Regions from separate parts of the Rattus norvegicus genome. Here all the other regions are linked to region 1. The links are chromatin contacts, called in public Hi-C maps. All regions are on one chromosome and are shown on one strand. Each heading gives the region's core, a stretch centred on a gene start, on an enhancer-like site or on the middle of the called end of the contact. The rest is flanking DNA. Distances are from core to core; before and after follow the strand shown.

Region 1 (2,841 bases), core at 257-2,756:
TCTTCAGGCTAGAGATAAGGAAATCCAGGTTCAGAGGTTAGGAGACATGACCCGCCAGTGTTCAAGGGGCTGAAACTCAGGTGCGTGACTTCTGCAGTGGTTCACAGTGCAAGTCAGACTCCACCTTGTTCCCTTGTCTCCCACGTTCCTAAACACACATCCCACAAGAACAGTCAATACCAGTTGGCTACTCCCTACATGTGCTGGGTCTCCACTGCTGTCTCTCAGAGACAAGCAGGAACCCTGTTTTATCAGATGGGGAAATGGAACACCTTTGAGTGAAACCACTTGGTTAGCAACCGTCCACCAAGAGTGACACCTACGGGAAAGAGTCCCTGAAGCATCCTGCACAGCCCGCAGTAGGCGCGGGCCAGCCGGTCTCCTTTCCCCGGGCATTGCTAGGGAGCCTGGCGGGCCAGGACAGACGGCGGGCTCAGTGCCAGCACGCTTGGCCCGCCGGGCCGGAGGTGCCGGCTTCCGCCCAGGCCTGGCACCACGGGTCCATTCATCGTGGGCGCGGGAAGGAGAGGCCAGGCAGGACCCCGGGTGGCCCCAACCCAGGCCAGCTCCGGCACCCTCGTGCCGGTTCCGCGAGGACCCTCCGGGAAACGGTGCTGCGGCCCTACCGCCAGGGGGAGCAGAGAGACTCATCCCGTACTCAGGGAAGTTGCTACGGCCAGTCCCGGACGGCACCCGCGGCGAGCCCTGTGGCCCCCGCCCGCCCCGTCGGGGCCGCCGACGTGTCCAGTGGCCACAGCCCGCAGCCCAGGGCTCTGGGCCCCGCGTCGCCAATCCAGTCTCAGCCCTCGTCCCAGGCCGGCCCACCGCCTTCCGCCCCCCCAACCCCCTCCGGCCCGGACTCCGGCCCGGCAACGTCATCCGGTGGCTTCCCGAAACTTAACCCCTTCCTCCGCCAGCTGTGCGCCGCCCCGCCCCGCCGCCAACTTTCTTAGCCCAACTTCGGAGCGCGCGGGCCGGCCCGACGGCCCGGCCGAGAGGGAGGGGTCGCCACGTCGCGCCGCGGGGCCGTCGCAGCTCCTAGCCGGCCGGCCGGGGGATCCACCCCGAGGGGCGCGCTCGGCCGACGCCCCTGCACGGGCTCGGCCTGGCACACGCAGCTCCGTCCCACCCGAGGGGGCCGCGGCCACCGCCAGGGCGGGCGGGCCGGCGCCGCCGGGGGAGGGGCCGCCGAGGAGACGTGTCACTCGCGGCGCGGCGCGACCGGCCCGGCGCCCCGACGGCCCAGCCCGCGCGCCTCCACCGCCGCCGCCGCTGCAGGGCCCGGCCAAGTTTCTTACCTGCAGCGGGAGACGCGAGAGGGAGAGCGAGAGGGCAAGAGCAGCCGCCGCCGCCTCGGAACCGCGAGAGAGGAGCCGGCCGAGCCTCCACCGAGAAGCCGCCCCTAAGCAGCTGCACAAACCGCGACCCCAGCGCCGTCCGCCCCGTCCGCCGTCCGCTCCGGCCGCTCGCTGGCTGCGTGCGCGCGTGTGGAGTCGTGGCACTTTCTGCCTCGGAGCTGGCGAACGGCCCCCTCCGCCGGGATCGCCGCCTCCTGCCTTCCCCACCCGGGCCAGCCATTCATCGAGTTGCCTCTCCTCATTGGCCTACTAGCCGCCACTCTGCGAGCCTCTAGCCAATCAGGTCGCGGACAGTCGCGCCGCGGCGGCGGCCATTGGCCAAAAAGGAGGGTCTACGTCTCAGCCAATGAGAGAGAGGAGGAGCTGCGGGGAACCGCGGGGGGCGGGGCCGGAGAGGGGCGGAGCCGCGCAGCGCAACTCTCAGCTCTGCGCGGGGGCGGGTCTCTAACTCCCCGCCCACCCAGGGAGGTCCTCTGCCGGCCCCGCCCACTCCGGGCCGCCGCTCTCCACGCCACCGCTTATTCAGATTAGGCTCCGCCTAGGCGGATAGATTGTGGTTCGAATCCCCTTGGCCGCGGGCTGCTCTTTCCCCTCCCCACCCCCCACACTGCCGGAAGACGTGGTGATGGGTGTCACCCTGAGGAGGATTGCACAAACCGTGAACAACAGGGAAAATGCCTTATTTAAACCCAAATAACTTCACAGAAAGCACCAGCCTCTCGGTCTAATGATGAGTTCTGCAAAGGTCAGAGAAGGGAGGATGGGGACCTTATCTATCTGTGAAAGCATTCTGCCCTAGATGGAATTTCCTTGAATAAATGAAAGAATCGAGGTGGAAGACCTGGAAAGAACAAAAGAAATAGAGGTAGAGATTTTGATAGGGAAGGCCACTCCCTTATACAAATCACACAGAGTTACATTCAGATGATGGGGACCATGAGGTTCTGACCCCCCCTCCCCTCCCCTCCCCACCAAATGATGGCAATTCAGAAAATTGAACTCGTGATACTTCAAATATTATTAGCCTGCCCCCCCCCCCACCTATTTAGAGGAGCGATGCATATGCCACCATGCACCTTGGTTCTCTGCTTAGTTCTCTCCTTCCGTGGTGGATTGTAGGGATCAGAACTCAGTCATACTTGCATAGAAAGCACTTAAAAGTCCTTTCCCTGAGATACCTCATCAGCCCAAAAACCTCTCTTCAAAACCAAATTCAGTTGAAATAATTTAACTTTAGGTGCTTTTTTTTTTTTTTTTTTTTTGAGTCAAGGTCTCACTATGTGGCTGTCCTGTAACTTGCTTTGTGTAACAGGCTGGGTCTAGAATCACAGAGCTCCTCCTGCCTATGTCCTGAGTACTGGGATTAAAGAGAGGCATGAAACACCATGCCAGCTTAAGCTCAGGTTATAACCATTTTAACGCTATCTCTTAAACTTATCCCTTTGAGCCTGAGGCAAGACCAGCCTCTTTGAAATGAACTTCG
Region 2 (2,931 bases), core at 31-2,530, 150 kb before region 1:
AACGAAACCAACAGAGGTATCCAACAACAGAGGAATGGACAAAGAAAATGTGAGACACAGATGGATGAGGGTGTGTGTGCGTGTGTGTGTGTGTGTGTGAATTTTTACAGTCATAAAGAAGAAAATTATGTTGTTCTCAGGAAAATGGATGCAACTGGGGATTAACATTAAAGTCAATTAAGCAAGTTTCGGAAAGCAAATATGTGTTTTCTCTCACTTGTAGTTCCTAGATTGTATATAGTTATATAAAATCATACACAGGCGCGCACACACACACACATATTGAAAGAAAAGAAATTGTATAGGGGAAAAGGGAGATAAGTGGAAGGGAGGAGAGATGAGAAAAGGGAAAGTAAGGGGTCCAGAAAGGAATGTACAGGTACAATATATACCTGTATAAAAATTAAACTGAAAAAAAATATGGAGTCAAAGAGCTCCGTCATGTGAGAGCGCATATTCTGAAATTATAGAACCGAGACGCAGTGGGAACTGGGACGCTGCAGCTCTGGGATGGTGCAAACCACCTTGCTTATTTGAGTGTTGGCTCAAGTTGAGCACCGGAAAACTCGAACTGCTCATTTAGAACCAGCACATTGTGTTGCATGTCCTACCTAACACCCCAAAACAGGAAAAGTAAATGAAGCGGGAACCGGAAAGTGCTATCGAACTTAAAGTTGGGCGTCTTTTTTTTTTTTTTTTTTTTTTTTTTTTTTTTTTTTTTTTTTTTTTGGTTCTTTTTTTTTTTCGGACCTGGGGACCGAACCCAGGGCCTTACGCTTCCTAGGTAAGCGCTCTACCACTGAGCTAAATCCCCAGCCCCAAAGTTGGGCGTCTTTAAGACAGTCTGCACTTGCCCCACGTCTCCAGCCCCGGTCACACGCGGGGCCTCAGTTTCCCTGGCCGCGCTTCTTACTTGCTGCGGAACTCGTCGAGCGCGCGCTGCGCCTCGGCCTCCTGCCTCTCCAGCCGCGCGTGCTCGGCTGCCAGGTCCCGGGCGCGCTGCAGATTGGCCTCGACGTGGCGGGCAAGCGCCTCCTCGGGCCCGGGCTGCTCGCCCAGGCGCTGGAAGGCGTCGAGCTGCCGCCTCAGGCCGGCGTGGCGCTGCTGGAGCGCGCGGGCCCGCTGGACCTGGGCGGCCACGCGCTCGCCCAGTGCCTGCAGCGCCGCCAGGCCGGGCGCGGTTCCTCCGGGTTGGGCGGTAGGGCCCGCGGGCTGGGCGCGCTCGTAGCGCTCCTGGCGGGCCTGGAAGACGTAGCTGCGGCGGTACATGGCTCCCGGAAGGCTGCGGCCTGCTCCGCGCCTGCTAAATAACCCGGCGGGCCGCGCTGGGACGTTCCAGAGCGGGTCAGCAGACGTGCTCTCGGGGCGGGCGCCCAACAATGGGGAGCCACGGCTGCTTTGTGTGCGGGATTAGCCGTCCATACAGCTCCCGGGCAGAAGGGGCATCAGGCGGAGGACTTCTTTGTTCCGCCATTGTGGAGGCCTGTTGCTGTGTGACTGCGTGGAGGGTCAGGGGGACAAGAGACGCATGATGCTCTTTTGACTGGTTCTCCTGAGCGCTGTGTAGGCCACCCAAGGCCAGCTTGCTAAAGTCCTGCAACAGAGGGTCTGACACTTTCTCCTGTCCCTTCTGGCTTTCACTGTGGAACTTAACACCGGTTTTGTTTGTTGTTGATTTCGGGTTTTTAAAGGCATTGCAATTATAACATATTGCTGAGGCTGTCACGGGTAGGGCTTCCTAACTGTGCATGCAGATAAAATGGTCCATCGTGTAAGTGTTGAGATTGTTTGTGTGTATAACATGTACAGTGACTTAGGAAGACTGGTGAAACTGAGCCATCACCCTGGCTCTTACACCAAAGACACGTGGTTAGGTGCTTTGAACCTAACAGAAATCTTTACAGGGTATCCAGTTCTCACGTAAATGTTCTCGTTATGCCCCATTTTAACTTTTATTATGGAAATAGCAGTTAGAGTTGAAAACAAGCTTTGACATACATACATACATACATACAATCAATGTGAGAGGCTTTGAAAAACTCAAAAGTAAATTAATGTTGAAAATAGTGAACTATTTGATGAGAATATTCCTAGATATAAATATTTGTCATATTAAAGTATTTATCATTACCAAGGGCTGGGGAGGTAACTCAGCAGGTAAGCATGCCGGCCATAAAATCACGAGGACCTGAGTTCAAATCCTCAGCGCCCACGAAAAGCTGGGCATGTCTAAGCATGCCAATAACTCCAGCAGTGGAGAGGAAGACACAGTGATGGAGAAATAGCAAGCCTTCAGTTCAGTGAGAGACCCTTTGTCAAGACAGTGAGGCAGAAGGCAGTGAGAAGACACTAAATGCTCTCCTCTGACCACAGCATATATGTGCACACATGTTCACATTTCTATAACTACACACTTAGTAGTGTACGTATATCACACACAATTTTTAAAACCCATTATCAAAAGGACTGGTCTCTTCTCAATGAAGGATTAGGAATACCTTATATGACCAACCATATGGATTGCACATGCACATGTTGCTCATGCTACAAATTTAAAGTTTTATTAAAAATAGAGATCTTTGTTTAGTTTATTATCACTCCAAGAAGCCTGTATAATAAAGGATTCAGTTTGGAACAAAGCAATATACAATCTGTATGTGTGGTGGTATGGTCAGTTTCTCTCTCTCTCTCTCTCTCTCTCTCTCTCTCTCTCTCTCTCTCTCTCTCTCTCTCCTTTCCCTCCTCCCTTCCTCTCCTAAGACATTTAGGTTTTCATGACTAAGTGGAGGAGGCCATGTGAGCGTTGTTGAAGGTTTCCCACACACTGCTGGTAGCATGGTGAATTGATTTCCAGCCTCCCAGAGAGCAAAACCCACATGTAACGGGTACGATAAATCACCCATGGCCTTTGACATCATGTGTTAATCAGTT
Region 3 (2,851 bases), core at 279-2,778, 160 kb after region 1:
TGTCTCCAGCAGGCTGGCTGAGGCAGGTTCCATGGAAAACTGTTGGGCCTCTTGGACCATAGGCTTGCCTCTGTCACCTTCTGTTAGTCAAACCATAAGAGAAGTAGGACATAGACTTCATCTGTCCCTCGGAAGAAGGGTTGTGTTTGAATTATGAGCTGGGGTGGTGGTACACACCTGAAGGCTATACTAGTGAAGCTAAGGAGGGAGGATCATGGGTTCAGGGCTGGCCTGTGCTACAATAGAAACCTTGTCGGAAAAAGAGAAAGGAGGGAGGGAGGGAGGGAGGGAGGGAGGGAGGGAGGGAGGGAGGGAGGGAGGGAAAGAGCAAGTGAGTGCGCAGGCTTGTAAAGGGGTTTGAAAATAGGTATAAGCATTGTTGCTACCAATCTACCAGAGACTTTATGGGCATTTGCCCTCTAGGGAAGATTCAACTGTAAATTGCCATGGAAAAAGTCTCCTGAAATTTCATCTGTAAAATTGTGGCCATCAAAGTTACATGGTGAGTACATTCAGATGCATTCAGCCCTTGGCATCTGAGAGGCATTGGTTACAGGACCTCCTGCAAGACATCCGAATGCAGGGATGCTCTTACGTAAATGATAATGGTGCACTTGCCCTTGCTGTTGAACACGGCCTACAAACCAGAATTGAATCCCTAGAGTCCACATCCTCTGACAGCCTCTGACACTTATGCTATGTCACCTGCATGAGTACACACACACACACACACACACACACACACACACACACACTGTTAAAACGGTGAAGTCCTTGTATATACTCCACATGCATGCTCCATATTTTAAACCATCTCCAGATGACTCATATCACCTAGTCCAATGTCAGTGCTATGAAAATAGTTGCTAAACCGTACTGTTTGGAGGGAAATGACAAGAAAACAGTCTGTATGCATTTGGTACAGATGTTTTCAGTTGCTGGAATCTGTGGATACAGAGGCACACTGCAGTGACGTCTGTCACAGTAGTTGGAGCAGGCAGAATCCCATCAGAAAAACAGAGCCAAGGCTGAACGGTTCAATAGTGAATTAACGCAATAGGCTTGCCGAAAGATGACAGACGAGCTAGAAACCTGAACCGGAGAACTTAGCAACCCAGAGGCTGAAATCTGCTCGAACCTGCTGCTTCCTTGGGCTGAAGGCACAAAGAAGAAAATAAATAGTATCTCCAGCAGGAACCTGGAACGGAGGAGGAGGAGGAGGAGGAGGAGGAGGAGGAGGAGGAGGAGGAGGAGGAGGAGGAGGAGGAGGAGGAGGAGGAGGAGGAGGAGGAGGAGGAGGAGGAGGAGGAGGAGGAGGAGGAGGAGGAGGAGGGGGGGGGGGGGGGAGGAGGGGGGGGGAGAAGGAGGGGGAGGGGGAGGGGAGGGGAGGGGGAGGGGGACCTCCGCCCTCAGTGGGAGAGGGTTAGAGTAGATCCACCTCCCACCTTGGCTTCTCCCTTCCTCAGAGCGTCAATCCTCTGCTTCTGTCTCCCATTGGCTGCATCCACCAGGAAAACAGTGAGTCAGGGATTCTGGGAAATGTAGTCCAGAGAGTTCGGGGGATCTTGCAAACAGGCAGAGTATCCCTAGTCCCAGCCTAGGGAGAAGAATATCAAGTTCACTGTGAAAATGGAAGGGTCTCCACTGCGTACCTAAAACAGGAGACTGGCCCAGCTAAGGCCTTTGAGAATGAGATCCAGACCTCAATAGAGGGAAGAGCAGCTAGGAAGAAGGCTGTGATGGGCTGTCCCCAATAGAAGAGAGCAGCCATGGAAAGACCTTAAGATTAGAAAATGACCCGTGGCCTGGAGAACAGGATGGCCGCCCCCACCCCTAACCCAAACCTCTCCGCGCACCCACGCAGCAGTTTTTGAGCAGTCTGATCTGGAACCGCGCTCTAGCAGAGGAACTGATGGCTTCTGCAGTGCTGTCTGAGGCACCCAACACCATGCTAGGTAGATTGTTTCAGTCTGTCCTGTCAAGCCTCTACGCTAAGCACCAAAGATGTTCCTATACATAAGACCCAAGAGAAGTTTTATAGGAAAAATAGAGAAAATAACAGGACAAAAATCCTGAAACTGAAAAATGAGAACATCACCAAAGTTCTGAGCATATTATCTATCTGTAGATAGATATGTATATATGCGTATGTATATTATGCGCACATACATTATATATGCATGTGCACACATATATAAACTGTGGACCATCACTACATCCATGTTATCACAATAAGTACATGGTGATGGAGCCAAATTCACACTCGCCTCTGTCTGTAGCATGCCAGGTCTGTGTAGCTCTCCTGGTCCGTGTCTTTAAACTTGTGGGAAACCGCTTATGGTGAAGGGAGGTAGAACTCTCTTGTCATGCCCCACGTTATGCGGTGTATCAGAGGGGGTGGGTCATTTACTCAAGGTCGCCCAGCTGGCTGAAGAGAAACCACAGGGCCCCCTCACAGCAGCCACAAGGCTGTTTCGAGGACTGCTTCCCTGATCTAGAGTACCCTTTGGTCACCAGGGAGTTTCGACAGCTCAAACCTAGAGGGCAGAATGGGTGGAGTTTGGGTTTTTCAAGTATTCTTTCCCAGGCTACAAGCAAGGAGATACTCCAGCCAAAAGTAGAAGTGTATCGAGTCTATTTTAAGGTCCTGGTGTCTTTCTCTTCCCCATCCTCAATGCAGTAGGATGTTTTGGTTCAACCAAAATAATAAAATCACTTTGCAGGGGAAGAGAACTAGGTACACAACAGTTTCCTGCTCTTGTCAGTACATTTCCTGGAAAGGACACCGGAGTGTTCAGTGGTGGGGGTGGGGCCGTTTCCCACCCCAGGCAAGATGACCCAGGCACAGTCA

Evidence for each region. Hi-C and Micro-C count contacts between places; a contact is called where the count stands out from the background.
Region 2: a contact with region 1 is called in a Hi-C map of psoas muscle, with 1.9 times the contacts expected there. The contact joins the promoter of Bfsp1 here to the promoter of Rrbp1 in region 1. A contact is called at or near these places in 2 of 12 Hi-C or Micro-C datasets (Schwann cells and psoas muscle).
Region 3: a Hi-C map of liver shows a contact between it and region 1, with 1.8 times the contacts expected there. The contact joins the enhancer-like site here to the promoter of Rrbp1 in region 1. A contact is called at or near these places in 7 of 12 Hi-C or Micro-C datasets (the A7r5 cell line, Schwann cells, frontal cortex and 4 more).

Annotation. Positions count from the first base shown.
Region 1 is chr3:151,828,749-151,831,589 of GRCr8, forward strand. Rrbp1 (ribosome binding protein 1) reads right to left here and starts at 1,507. Exons shown (of 24, transcript NM_001427599.1): 1 at 1,299-1,507.
Region 2 is chr3:151,681,557-151,684,487 of GRCr8, forward strand. Bfsp1 (beaded filament structural protein 1) reads right to left here and starts at 1,281. Exons shown (of 8, transcript NM_031555.1): 1 at 914-1,281. The coding sequence starts at 1,269.
Region 3 is chr3:151,985,238-151,988,088 of GRCr8, forward strand. No RefSeq gene overlaps it. Among named protein-coding and RNA genes, the nearest start is that of Snord17, 100 kb to the right of the region's middle. Within about 2 kb of position 1,529, at least 70 of the 93 cell types and tissues checked have an H3K27ac peak or open chromatin away from gene starts, as enhancers often do. A contact at or near this core is called in liver, where this site is marked.